2 separate regions of the Sus scrofa genome follow, and region 2 is linked to region 1. Evidence: chromatin contacts called from public HiChIP or PLAC-seq data. All regions are on one chromosome and are shown on one strand. Each heading gives the region's core, a stretch centred on a gene start, on an enhancer-like site or on the middle of the called end of the contact. The rest is flanking DNA. Distances are from core to core; before and after follow the strand shown. Region 1 has its middle 320 kb from the start of GATA3. Region 2 holds the start of GATA3 (GATA binding protein 3).

The links. HiChIP or PLAC-seq counts read pairs in DNA pulled down with a chosen protein or histone mark.
Region 2: an H3K27ac HiChIP or PLAC-seq map of skeletal muscle shows a contact between it and region 1, with 15 times the contacts expected there. The contact joins the promoter of GATA3 here to the enhancer-like site in region 1. A contact is called at or near these places in 7 of 47 Hi-C or Micro-C datasets (epiblast stem cells, heart right ventricle, mesenteric adipose tissue and 3 more) and 1 of 2 datasets of contacts at active chromatin or transcription factors (skeletal muscle).

Annotation. Positions count from the first base shown.
Region 1 is chr10:63,069,459-63,076,278 of Sscrofa11.1, forward strand. No RefSeq gene overlaps it. Among named protein-coding and RNA genes, the nearest start is that of GATA3, 320 kb to the right of the region's middle. Within about 2 kb of position 2,958, at least 11 of the 83 cell types and tissues checked have an H3K27ac peak or open chromatin away from gene starts, as enhancers often do. A contact at or near this core is called in epiblast stem cells, retroperitoneal adipose tissue and skeletal muscle, where this site is marked.
Region 2 is chr10:63,383,668-63,389,874 of Sscrofa11.1, forward strand. GATA3 (GATA binding protein 3) reads right to left here and starts at 4,296. Exons shown (of 5, transcript NM_001044567.1): 1 at 3,923-4,296; 2 at 984-1,520. The coding sequence starts at 4,163.

The DNA.
Region 1 (6,820 bases), core at 1,708-4,207:
AACATCTCTGCTCTCTCTTCAAATCTCTCTCTCTCCCTAACTTTTAAAGGTTGGCATGACTGATTCATCGAATATTACTGAAAGCAGCCAACAAAATGGAAAAGAAAGGCTTCATGCAAATCCCTCTGTGTTTCTGCACAGGACGTTAAGCCGAGCAACGAAGACAACCAACTTCCTGTCCTCCTGATAGCTCAGGGCTCTATCTGGTTATGTGGCTGTAGCTTAATCTCACTTGTACAAAAATTATTCACTTTCCACTCTGAGTCAGAACCTTCTGGTCTCCAAAGGTACTGACAAGAATGCATCCACTCGAGTCATTTTATGTTCGGGATGTTTTTCCCTTAACCACACCTTTTATCTCCTTTGCTCTGTGTCCTTTCAGAAATTACGTACTTCATTTGCATGTCATTGATTTGTATATATTTGCATACTGCTCCATTAGAAACGTGAACGTTTTTCCCCTTGCGCGGACGAGGTACACAGGATCCCCAGTTAGTGATAAGTGACTTGGTACTTTCCCTTGATCCTGATGTTTGGTTTGTCATCTGCTTTTGCCTATTTTGTTTATTGATTATTTTAACGTTATTGAAGTCCAGTTGATTTACAGTGCTGTGTTAATTTCTGTGGTACAGCAAAGTGATTCGGTTATACATATATATCCTTTTTCATATTCTTTTCCATGATGGGTTATCACAGGATATTGAAGATACGTCCCTGTGCTCTACAGGAGGTCCTTGTTTATCCATCCTATATTATATATATAATAGTTTGCATCTGCTAATCCCCAAACTCCCAGTCCATCCCTTTCCCTCTCTTCCCCCTTGGCAATCCCAAGTCTGGTCTATATGTCTCTGAGTCTATCTCGGTCTTGCGGATATGTTCATTTGTGTCGTATTTTAGATTCCACACGTAAGTGATATCATATGGTGTTTGTCTTTCTCTCTCTGACTTACTTAGCTTACTGTGCTAATCTCCAGGTCCATCCATGGTCCTGCAGTGCATGTGTCTACTGACTGCACTCTTAGACTAGCCTCTCTATCTGGGGAGATGAAGGAGGACGCTGAGACTTGCCAGCAGTGGGTTTGGGGATGTCCAGGAGCTCCTGGTGTCAAGCCTAGGGTTACATTAGGCACTTCGGGGAGGTGGGTTGCCCTTTAGATTACCTCTGTCCCTGTTGCAAATTCACACATTTTACATGGGAGGGGAAGACTGCTCCAAGATGGTTTCACAGCTTAAGGATGTGGAAAATACCCACATCCTATTGCAAACACTGACCAAGTGAACTCTTCAACTGAGTCAACCTTTCAACACCAAAAAAAAAAAAAAAAAAAAAAAAAAAAAAAAGACAAACAGAAAGCAGTATGCTTAAATATTTAGTAAAAGTCTTCAAAAGAATGAGCACACCAGGGTTCAAGGCAAAGACACTGCCATTCTCATCCTCAGTGGAGCCTGGACTTCTGTTCCCTTTAGCGACAGCCATGACCGCCATTACACACTCTGAATCTTTGGGCCAGGCCCAGAATCATACCAGTTCCCTTTAGTAAATAAGAATGGCACCTCATTCCATGGTAGAACTTCAGCAGAAAGAAGAAAAAACATGAATTACAATTTCCCTGAGCGCCATGGTACCCACTATTCAGAGTGTTTCCTTGTTTTTATGTATTTGTTTTAATCCTCTTCTCTCCAGCACAAACTCACTCAAGCTCAGACTGGTCCATTCTCGGTTTACCCATCATCTCTCCAAGGAACAGGCCCTCATCACGACTTTTAACCTTTTCCTCGTGCAAGAACTAGGTCAGATACTCCAGGAAGTCTTCTCGGATCACCCCACAGGGTTCACCTGCTTTTCCTGGGGTATCTCTAGAAGGTACCCCTAGCTGATCACAGCATATAGAGGATGCCCCTTCTCTGGATGCCATTTCTTCATCCAGCCACTCTATTCTGAAATACTCAGCAGGTGTCCAGCCCTGTGGGGTGCTGGGAATACAGAGCTGCATAAACACAGACCCCAGTGGTCCCCAGTCTGTTGGGATAAATAGCTGGGCTCCTCCGGAGTCTGAAAACTCCTGAGGACAGAGATCTTTGTGATGCCTTTTGCTTCCCTCTCAGCAGCTACCACACACTCCCTGACTCAGGTAGGAAGCACTGGGTGAAGAAGGGTTGAATCAAATATGCAGCCAGGAGTTCCCCTTGTGGCTCAGTGGGTTAAGAACTCAACTTGTATTCATGAGGATGTGGGTTCAATCCCCGGCCTCCCTCAGTGGGTTAAGGATCTGGGTAGGTCACAGATGCAGCTCGGATCCCACGTCGCTGTGACTGTGGCCCAGGCTGAAGGCTGGCAGCTGCAGCTCCAATTTGACCTCTAGCCCTGGAACTTCCATATGCTGCAGGTGTGCCTATAAAAAACCAAAAAACCAAACAACAAAAAACAAACAGACACAAATATGCAACCAAAAAAAAAATAATAATAATCCAAAGGAGACTTTCCCAAACACTGGTGCATGAAAGCACTTCCTTTTTAACTCAGAATTTCTAACATATACCAAGATTCAGCTTCCTCTGGGCGTTTTTCCTAACTACAATTTACCTGCTAATTTAGGAATTCTGGAAGGGGCTGGAAGGGGCAGGTGGGGTCGGGGCGAGGATGCATTTGCATAACAAAATAGGTTTCTAGTAAGAGCCTCCGGTCACTCCAAACTAAAAAGAAAGCAAAACAAATTTGCAAGGAGGAGGAGCAGTTTTTCACCTTCCTCTTAACCTCTGGCCATCAGCTCTGGTCGTTTGGAATGTCTTTAGACAGACACTGGAGGCTCCATTAGCTAAGTGTGTGATTTCCCTCTCACCAAAGACCTGAAAGTCACAAAAGAGGGAAGCGTCAGTCACTGCCCCCAAGACTGTGGAGCAAAAGCCAGACGTTTTCCTGTGGAGACTGCGTGGCTGGGCAGCTCCTAGTTCACTGGTAGAACACGGGCTCCCCGGACTGTCCAGGACAAAGGGTCCAGCCGCAGCCAAGGGACCCACCCTGAGGCCTTTGTGTGTTTCCCCGCCCTCCCACCCCATTCCTGCCCCTCCCAGGCCCTTCCCGTAACTGCCACACCTCACACCCAGAGCAGCAAAACTCTGGGACCCACGGCCATACACAAGGACCAGCGTTTCTTCCCTCCAAGGCCGTCTCCCAGCAGTCTCTCCGCAAGAGAAAAAGCATCGGAGCAGAAGTGGGGCTGGAGAAACGGGAACCAAGGCCATCATTTTAATTATGACTGGACTGCCTAACAGTCTTGCCGAGAGTCAGCATCTGTTATTCAGATTTGGTTCAGAGCAGAATTGTTAAAATGCTTTTAGAGGCGTGGCCTCTGTTCTCAGAGGGTATTGATGAGCTGGTCTCAACTTAAGGCCACATGCAGCTTCCTGACATGGAACCTAAGACTTGCTCTGGGAGAACACATCCGGACAGTCACGGGTTTTGGGATGTATTTTCAGGCAAAAGAAATGAAGAAGAGGAAGTAGAGGAGGGCATCCGCAAAATAATTATTTTCTAGTGGGATTTTATTAGGCAGTTTAACGTAAAAATTCACACAAATTGGGAAGGTTTGTTTAGAGTCAGAAGGACTTGAATTTTGATCCAGCTGTGCAACTTACTAGCTGTGTGACCAAGCAAATCTTACTCCAGAATTCTAAACCTTAGTCGAAAACTTTGCGAGGACTAGATAGGCATGATCAATATGATTAAACAGGGTGTGTACAATAACGGAATGCATACAAAGTATGGAGCAGAGGGCCTGGCATTTAATTAGCCCCCCACAGGAGGAAAATAGATAGTGAGAGGAGAGAGAATGGGAATGAAAAGCCATATCAAGCTGTTTCTTTCTAACCCCCACCCCCACCCCCATCTTTTTCTGTCTCTCCTCCATCTTTCTCTGGTTTTGTCTCTCTCTCTCTCTTTCTCTACACACACACACACACACACACACACAGCCATAGATCTGGACCTAGCTGGACATCCCACAGAATGACAATTGAATAGATCTGGCTCTTCCTGAACCCTAGTCCTTGAAGGCTCACAGATGAGCCCTGGAGGAAGGGGGTCCTATCAGGACAAAGTTGAGGTAGAGAATTCAGCCCAGAGTAGACTCCCAGAGAACCAGACATAACAGGACCCTCAGTCCACCCAAAATAACATCGGATACCTTCACACACCACGTCATTCTCTTCCACTATGCTCTAGACATGACGGAACTCAGGACTGGATGTGTAAGTGCGTTTAAAGGATGCTGCACAATAGAACAGAGAGTCCTTCTCAAAGGTCTGATGGGTGCAAAAGAGGGAATCTGGTTCTTTTTCTCAGCTCTCTTGTCTCGCCTTCACTCCATTTCCCAGTAGCGGATGTCAGCGACGGTGAGCCACTGTTGCCTCCGCAGTCAATCCTTAGTGACTGTTTCTTATGCGTCTTGGGCTGCCATGATGACACTGAAGAGGCAGGGATGGACTGGATCATTGAGTTGAGAAGCCTGAGAAGTAAAGAGATAGGCGTCATTGGTCAAAGCAAAAACTGCGGTGTGCTTGTGCGTGGACTGTGATGAGAACGCAAAGGGGAGGCGGGAGCATCAGACTCAAGGTGAGAGAGTCCCGGAAGACTTCCCAGAGGCTGTGGCTCCAGAGTAGGAGTTACTTCTGCCAGCGCTGGGGCTGCACGTGGGGAAACATATCGAAAGCGCAGAGTCAAGAGAAAGCCCAGAACAACAGTTCTAGAGGCTTCCCAGGGCAGGGGAGGAAAATGGGAAGGCTCCAAAATGAGACTAAAGAGGTAGGAAGGCCAGAGCAGCTCATGAAGGACCTGTCAGGGCATTTGGATTATTTGCTGAAAACAGTAAGACTTTAAGTAGAGGCATGGTATAGTCAAATTTCAGTTTCAGAAAAGACTCTCTGATGACAAGTGTGAAGAGATTAAAGGTGGAGTGGGAGGTGAGGGGTGAGTTGAAGTTGAGAGACTGGCGTGAAAATGTCCCCTTTTCCTGGAAAATGGTAAACACACACCAGCATTCAGTCCCCTGACTGCGAATAGTGCAGGTCAATTCCTTCAGGTGTTTCCTAGCTGCTCTTTACCTGCTTTCTTTTTTAAATTTATTTTCAGTCTTTAAAGTTTTATTGAAGCAGCATTAATTGACAATGTCGTGGTCATTTCTGCCCTACGACAAAGACATTCAGGTACACATCTCTACACAGGCATTCTCTTTCCGATTCTCTTCCACCATGGGTCATCGCAGATTACTGGGTGGGGTTCTCTTTGCTCTACCTGCTTTCTAACTTAGGGATTTTTTAGCAGAGTGGGGATGAGCAGAACTGCTAACTGAATTAGGTTGGAAGTAATGGGATGTTAAAAATGACTCCCAGAAATTCCCATTGTGGCTCAGCGGGTGAAGAACCTGATTGGTATCCATGAGGATGCAGGTTCAATCCCCGGGCCCGCCCAGTGGGTTCAGAACATGGTGTTGCTGCTAGCTGCAGCATGGGTCTCAGACGAGGCCCGGATCTGGCATTGCTGTGGCTGGGGTGTAGCCCAGCAGCCACAGCTCTGATTCGACCCCTGGCCTGGGAATTTCCATAGGCAGCAGGTGGAGCCCTAAAAAGACCCCGCCCCCCAAAAAAATGACTCCCAGATTTCTGTTCGGAAAACAAGGATGCCATTCACCAAGGAAGAAAGAGGGGGAGAGGAAGGAAGACCGGGAAGACAGGAAGGAAGATGACGTCAGCTTGACCTGTTCGACTTGGAGTCCGAGAGCAGGAGGGAGCACAGACACGCAGTGGGCAGTGGCATATACTCATCTGCAGCTCAGGAGAGGAATCGGAGCTAGAAACAGTCAGGATGCACCTGCTCCTGGGAAAGGCTCACGCGGGACAAGGGTGCAGTGAGAAGAAGACCAACATTAGAACCAGGGCAACTCCAGCTTAGAAGCAGGGGGGTGCAGAAGGAGTCTACAGGGGAGACCCAGGAAGAGCACCCAGAGATGGGGCAGCTAAAGAGCATCAAATGAGGGAGAGGAGCCAAGCAGGTAATGGAAAATGCCCATGGGATTCAGCAGCTTGCATGAGCTCAAGGACGTTAGCTCAGTGCCCAGTGTGGGTGGATGACACCCCCCGCTCCTTCACGGTGACATTTGACTCACTGCTGCTTCAACTTACAACTTCTCTGATGGTGTGAAAGGCAGAACAGGAGCTCTCAGGCCCCGTCGGAACCGTCTGGACCCAGCAGAGGTAAAAAGTCAACGACGGGCTGCCCGGAAGGTCAGCGGTGGTGCCTGTGTGGAGGCGTTATGGGGGGTGGCCTAAGATCTTTTAGCGAAACTTTCCAGTCAGGGCCAGACGCTGTGTTACCCTAAAGTGATGAGCAAGGAAGGAGAAATGTTCATTTTAGTTAGGATCCCTAAGCACTGCAAAGTTCCATCGAAAGCCTGTGTTTTAATCCTCTTTGCTTTAATCTGGCTCTGTCGGTACATCCCAAACACATTTAGGACCTGTGTGCTTTGCTCAGGTGGGGTCTTTCCAAAGAATTCGGTGCTTAGGAGCTGAAACCCCAGGCCATCATTGTCCCAAACATCCCCAGGTCCTGCGCAGGCACCTTGCCTGGGGCCACCTTGGGGAGTCACCACCTCCACCAGAGCCCCAGGTCTCCTCTGCGAGGTCCTTGTCTTCACCTGAGGTCCCCGGGCGGTGCCACAAGGGCGTGCGCTCGGGGAGCGGCTGACGCAGCGCCAAGAGGTGGTGCTCTCCGCGTCCGAGGCCATCCTGGGGGCAGGTGGATGGGAAGCCCTGCAAGCTCGCA
Region 2 (6,207 bases), core at 3,046-5,545, 320 kb after region 1:
CCCAAAGGGACAAGCCAGTCTTCAGGAAACCATCTCAAAAGATACAGTGAAATCGCATCTCCGAGAACCCCCAGCTCTCTGATTCAGCTGCCTCGGTTAGACACTGGTGATGGATTATTTGCTTTTTAAAGCAAAAATATTTTGTGTGGGTTTTGCCTTCCTTTGAATGCCAGACTCCACAGCAGGAGAACAAACGTGCAGCTCGCTGTTAGACGGGGAGCGCTTTTCTGAGAGAGGGAGGGGCGAGGAAGCAGAGACACACCTGGGGGATCTTTTCCGGCCTTTCCAAACCCCTCTGGCTTCGGATCCATCCTGAGAGGCCTTCTGCCCCTGCCTGGTATCTGGGCCTTCGGACTGTTCTCGCACTACTGCCCGGGGCAGACCCCCCCCCCCAGAAGTCGCGATGGATGGGCCCCCTTCCCATGCATTCCGGTCCCTGAGCTACTTTTGCCTGGGTCCCGCCCCCTGCGAAAAATATACACTCGCTCGATTTAGCCGCGTCTGTGTCAGGGGCTGTCCTCTGGCAACTGGGTGGCCCCTTCTGAGCTGAGCAGAGAGGAACCCTGGGGACGCAGAGGCCGGGGGTCACAGGAGGGACCTGTGTTTGTTTGGGTGCCAAGAGGTTTCGGTTTTGCATTAAACACTACAGATGCATCCCCGGGCCTTCCAGTCGGTTGGAAACGGACGGAAGGTTACTGGCAGCACCCAGAAGTTCCCTGGCAGGACAGGCAGGAGGAGGGGGTGTTGTGTTTATCTTTTTCCCTCCCCCGTTCGTGGGGTGGGGTGGTTTGCATCAGATCCTCCCGGCCCTTTGCCCCAACACTGGAAGAGGCAAGAACGGGAAGAAACCGAGTCTCCAAGGACCACCACCCTGCTCCCCGCTCCCGGGACAGGGCCGGACCGCGCGCTCTGGTCCCCGCCCTGGAGTTGGGAGCTGGGAGGGGGGCGAGGGGCAAGGTCTCCGGGGGAGAGAAGGCTCCTACCTGTGCTGGACCTCGCCTTGGGCCTCGACTTGCATCCGAAGCCGGTGGGGGAGCCCCCCAGCAGGCTGCTGGGCGGGAAGAGTCCGGAGCTGTATTCGGGGACGTAGGGCGGGTAGGTGGTGATGGGGTGGTGGGCGGACGCCGCCGCCCCTCCCAGGGTGGTCATGCTGCCGCGGGGGTGCGCCGACTCGAGCTTCATGCTGTCGGGCAGCGGCACCTGGTACTTGATGCATTCCTTCTCGTCCTGGCGGCCCGAGCCGGCCGAGCCCGGGGTGGACAGGGACGGGTCCGGGGAGACGTCCTTCGGCGGGGTGGGCGGGAAGGTGAAGAGGTGCGGGCTGGAGTGACCCGCCGACAGGGAGGAGGACGAGGCCGGGGGGTAGACCGACAGGGGCCCCGGGGAGCCGTGGTGGATGGACGTCTTGGAGAACGGGCTGAGGTTCCAGGGCGAGGCGGTGTGGTGGCTGCCCAGGGCTTTGCTGCCGTCCAGCCAGGGCAGGGATCCGTGCAGGAGAGGGGGACGGCACACCTGACTCCCTGCGCAGGGCAGAGGAAGGGACAAGAGAGAGACAGGAGGTGAGAGCAGCCCCCAGAGGCCCCCAGACACCTGGGCATCATCCCATCAGCCCCAGCCCCTGGGGGCAGGTCAACCCCAACACAGCCGGGACCTGGGCTGGGCTGGGCGGACAGGCCGGCTCTCCCCCACCCAGGCAGCCCCAGCAGTCCCTGGACCAGGCCGCACTTTTCACCCCTGTCTCCCACACAGGCTTCCCATCACATCCTGGGCTTGAAGAGCCTGTGTCTGACACCCAAGAGGTGCCTCCAAGGAGCAGAGTCAGGCCCCTGGCCTCCTCGGCCTCTCCAGATACACTTTCTAAATCCCAGCCCCTGAGGTCTCTCTAGAACCTGACTTGATTTATTGGTTTCCTTCAATGGCCCAGCGGCCCTCATCCCAGACCTAACCCCAGGCAGCCTGATAAGAGAATGCGCTGTGAAAGATGAGGCCTGAAGGGGTGAGGCTGGCCTCGCGGCCACCGCTCAAAAGCAGGAAAACACGCGGACCCCAGGAGAGACCCAGCTGCAGCGCCCAGCTGACCAAGCCCCGTGCCTGCAGGAGAAGAGGACATGGCGGAGAGGACAAGGGCCATTTGGGGTTCCTCCGTGTAACCCAACTTCAGGGCTAGTTCATAATCGGCAAGGCCCGAAGTGGGATTTGCAGGGAAATGGATTGCTCGGGCTGTTTTAGAAGGTTTCCAAGGCTGCACCCTGGGGTGGCAGCTTTGTCTGCCTCTCCCACCCTCCCAAATCCTACTGAAAAAAAAGTCAGCTAGGCCCGTAGGCCCTCACAGTTGCATTTTCACCAGCGCAATATGTGAATTTTCACCTGAGCCCCTGAGACACAAAACTCCACTGCCTGGGTCTACTTTGCTCACACCCAGAGGAATCTGAGCCTGCATTTGAAACACAGGGTTTTAAGGCAGCCATAACTCAGACCGGTCCAGAGGCTCTGAGAGGGTACGTTTAAACGGCAAGTGCAAATGCACGCACTTATTGATCTTTTAATCCAGGACCTGCCTCAGCATCTGACATTCTATTTAACCATTAAGAACAATACTGAAACTAAAATCTTAAGAGAGGAAGGGGAGGGGAGTCGAGGGGGAAGGGGAGTTCTCTGAACCCCAAGGGTCAAGATTCACATTATGCAGGAAGTAGGTGTAGTAAATAATATTAAGGCTGCAGTTACCGCATTTTCACTTAACTGCTGATGTGCACAGAACAAGGGCAAAGAGCGCCCCATCTGCAGAAACAATTGTTTAAAAGCTGGTGACAGCAGGGTGGAGACCTCCTGCTGCCGGAGGGCCTCTGTCATCGGCCCCAACCCGGAGAACCTAAGGAGGGGAACTGGAGCAGACCTGCCAGAGAGCCCCTCATACTTCCTCCACCTGAAACGTTGCTATGTCTTCTAGGGAAACACACTTGGAGCTGGAAACCTTGTCTCCCAACTACATAGGGCCAGGTTTCTCTTTACCACTCCAGAACTGCAAACTTCTCACCGAGAAAGAGAAAGGGAAAAAAGAAAGAAAAGAAAAGGCAACTAGAATCCCTCCTGCCTAGAAAGAAACCCTAATGGATCCTAAATCTTTGGGGGGAGCCCAGGGGCGCTGGGGTAGGCCCGAGGACAGCTGGGCGAGAGTTGCCGGAGCACAGCAATGAGGCCGCGGAAAAGCAGAGACGCAGGGAATTCTCTGCAACCGGGAATCCAGGGAACCCCAGTGTCACAAACTTAAGACGGTGGTCTTTCCCCCCAACCCCCGTCAAGCACCAGACTTCTTTTCCTTAGAGCCACAAGGTGGAAAAGCTGCCTAGAAACCAAATGCTCTGGCTTTGGAGGAAGGTCAGGACACCGGGTTGCGACTAAGTGCGTCTCTCTGGCCTTTCTGGAAATGTGCCGGAGCAGCACACCCAGGCGCGCCGGCAGAAGCCCCCGAGAGAGAGCTACGGGGTAACTGGGGAAGCGAAGCCCCTCAAAGAACCCAGCCCGAGCCAGGTTTGGCCGGCGCCGGATGCTCGGCCCGGGGAGCGGTGGCCGGCGGAGGCAGAGGCTCGGCTCCCTGCGCCTGGGACCTCGGAGGCCCCCAAACCTGCGGCCGCGCCGGGAGAGAGGGCTGCAGCGCGGCGCCCGCCAGGTGAGCGCCAGGCCCCCGGGGACTGCAGGCGCGGAGAGCCGCCTGCTGCGGCTGTTTTGAAAAACACACTCTCGCGACGATCGAGACGCCTTCCTCGCCCATTTCCGGGCCCCAAATTTTTTAATGATGCAGAAACGGCGCTTGGGGGCTTTGGCTGCTTCTGTCTCCCCACCCCCTGGTCCCTCCCTGCCTTCCCGACCTGGGAGAGCGGGGACAGCTGGGCGGGGGTCCCCGCACCCGGGGCGAACTCACCGTGGTGGGTCGGAGGGTACCTCTGCACGGTGGCCCTCACCGAGTTTCCGTAGTAGGACGGGACGTGGTTGCCTTGACCGTCGATGTTAAAAAGTACATCCACCTCCTCGGGCAAGGGGTACTGCGCCGGGTCCATGTAGGAGTGGCCGAGGCCCGGGTGGTGCGTGTCCGGGTGCTGCCCGTTGAGGACCGCGGGGTGGTGGTGGCTCACCCAACGCGGCTGGTCCGCCGTCACCTCCATGGCCCAGGCTGCGCTCGCGCCCTCTCGCCGGGCCCGGAACCCGCGCGCGGAGAGGGAGGGCGGTCCGGGGGGCTCCGCGGCTCTGCAGGTGCTCCTGCCGTCGGAGGAGCAGGGGTCGTTCAAGGATTTGTTTTCAGTGGGGGAATGGGAAAGCTAGGAAGAAAGGTGAGCAAATGAGATTTCAAAAAAAAAAAAATCTTTGAGGGGTAGTTTAGCAAAGAGAAGAAGACGGAGAAAAAAGAAATTCCAAAAAAATAGGTAGGAAAGGATAAAAGGGGCCCGAAGTGCAAAAGGAGGCGAGGGCTGGCTGGGATTCTGCGCGTGAGGCTCCTCGGCCGTTCCGAGACTGAGTCTCTCCTGGGTCACCTGCAAAGGAAAGGAGAGACCTGGATGAGGTCCTGAGTACTTAGCACCTGAGTTTACGAAGTGGCACCACCTACCCTCGAGCCGCCCGGCCCCGCGCCCGCGCCCCCAGGTCACGCGCACACGCGCACGCCTCCTCCGGAGCCAGGAGCACCGGGAGACCGCCGAGAGGGAGCGACTCCCGAGTACATCCCCAGCTGCCCGGCTCTCCCGGGAGCCCGGGACTGAGTGAGCGGCTCCAACTAGGACGACAGCTCCCTCCCTCCGGGGATCCAGGTCCCTGGACCTACTTTCCAGCCCTTAGAAACTCTCCAAAAGAGGAGAGTTGAGGTTGGGTTTTTTGGGGTTTTTTTTTTTTAATGTTTTAAAGTCCTTCCATATGGAGAGAGAAAACAAATCAAACTTTAAAAAAAAAAAAGTCGCAAGTACCAACCTGGGTAGCGAGGAGCAGAGAGGAGAAGGAGGCGTGTGACCTGGGCGAGCAGAAACTGCTCGGTCAGATTGCGTGGCTCGCTCTGTCTCGCGCTCTCTCCGTCTCTCTCTCTTTTCCTCCCTCTCTCTCTCCCTCTCTCTCAGTATTTTTTTTTTTTTTTTTTTTTTTTTTTTTTTTACAGGGAATGCATTCTTTCTGAAAGTATCAAGACGGCGCCAGGCAGCTCAGTGTTCGCAGACAGCTGTGGCGCGACGGAACTTAAGGAGGTTCTAGTGTCATCTGCGCCGACGGGGGAGGAGCCTGGCGCTGGCGAGGAGGGGACAGGATCACAAGCACAAGGAAACTGCAACCCAAACCCGCTCAGGACTTCACCACCACCACCCCCTCCGCGCACCCCCGCCTCTCCCCCCGCCCCTCCACTGACCGGAAAGGGGCGCCGCAGAGGGCGGCTCGGGCGGAGGGGCAGCGGGGCGGGTGGGCGAGGCGGCCCGGGGTTTGAGGTGGAGGGGGCGGGCAGGAGGGAATTCGCGCTCTGGCCCTTTAAATGTGGCTCCCGCTCCTGCCAATTCATCCGGCTGGGTAGATTATTCCGTACCGAGGAAACCGGCCTGCCCCATTCATAAAGTTTATTTCTACAGGCAGCCTTTCTTTTTCTGACTTTTTAAATGAGCAAACATTTTTTCGGTATTCAGTCCTGGGTATTGACTGGTTTATTGATGTGGGGTCTCTGGGATCCGTAAAATGATCAGGGGGAAAAAATGTAACGTCAAAGTTCTCGGAGATGTGCTTCTTTCGGGAATTGCTTAAGAGAGCGAGGAATGGGGGGCGGGGCCTGCCTTTGATTGAAACGTCCACGTTACTTTGGTGGTCGTGGTCAACATTCTCCCAACCTCTCGCGTTAGAAGCCTCTCGATGAAAGTTTCAGCTGTTGCAGCTGTCCTTTCCAGACCTAATATTTGTAATCGATGTGTGCTTTTGACTTGAGCGACAACAGTGAAGGATGAAAAGGAGAGGGGGCGACTCCGGCTCCCCAGGAACAGGGAGAGTGGCCGGAGAGAAAGCACTCGGGTCTTCACTCCGGTTACCCAACTTTTTCCCTACTCCCCGCCCGGCGCCCTACTTTGGCTCCCGGCGTTTTTCCCCAGCCCCCTCCTCCTCCTCCGACCCCCCACCCCAGCCGCGGGGCAGGACAGCAGCAACCTCCCCGGGGCCCCGCAGCCCGCGGGACTCGCTGAGTCCGGCTGGGCA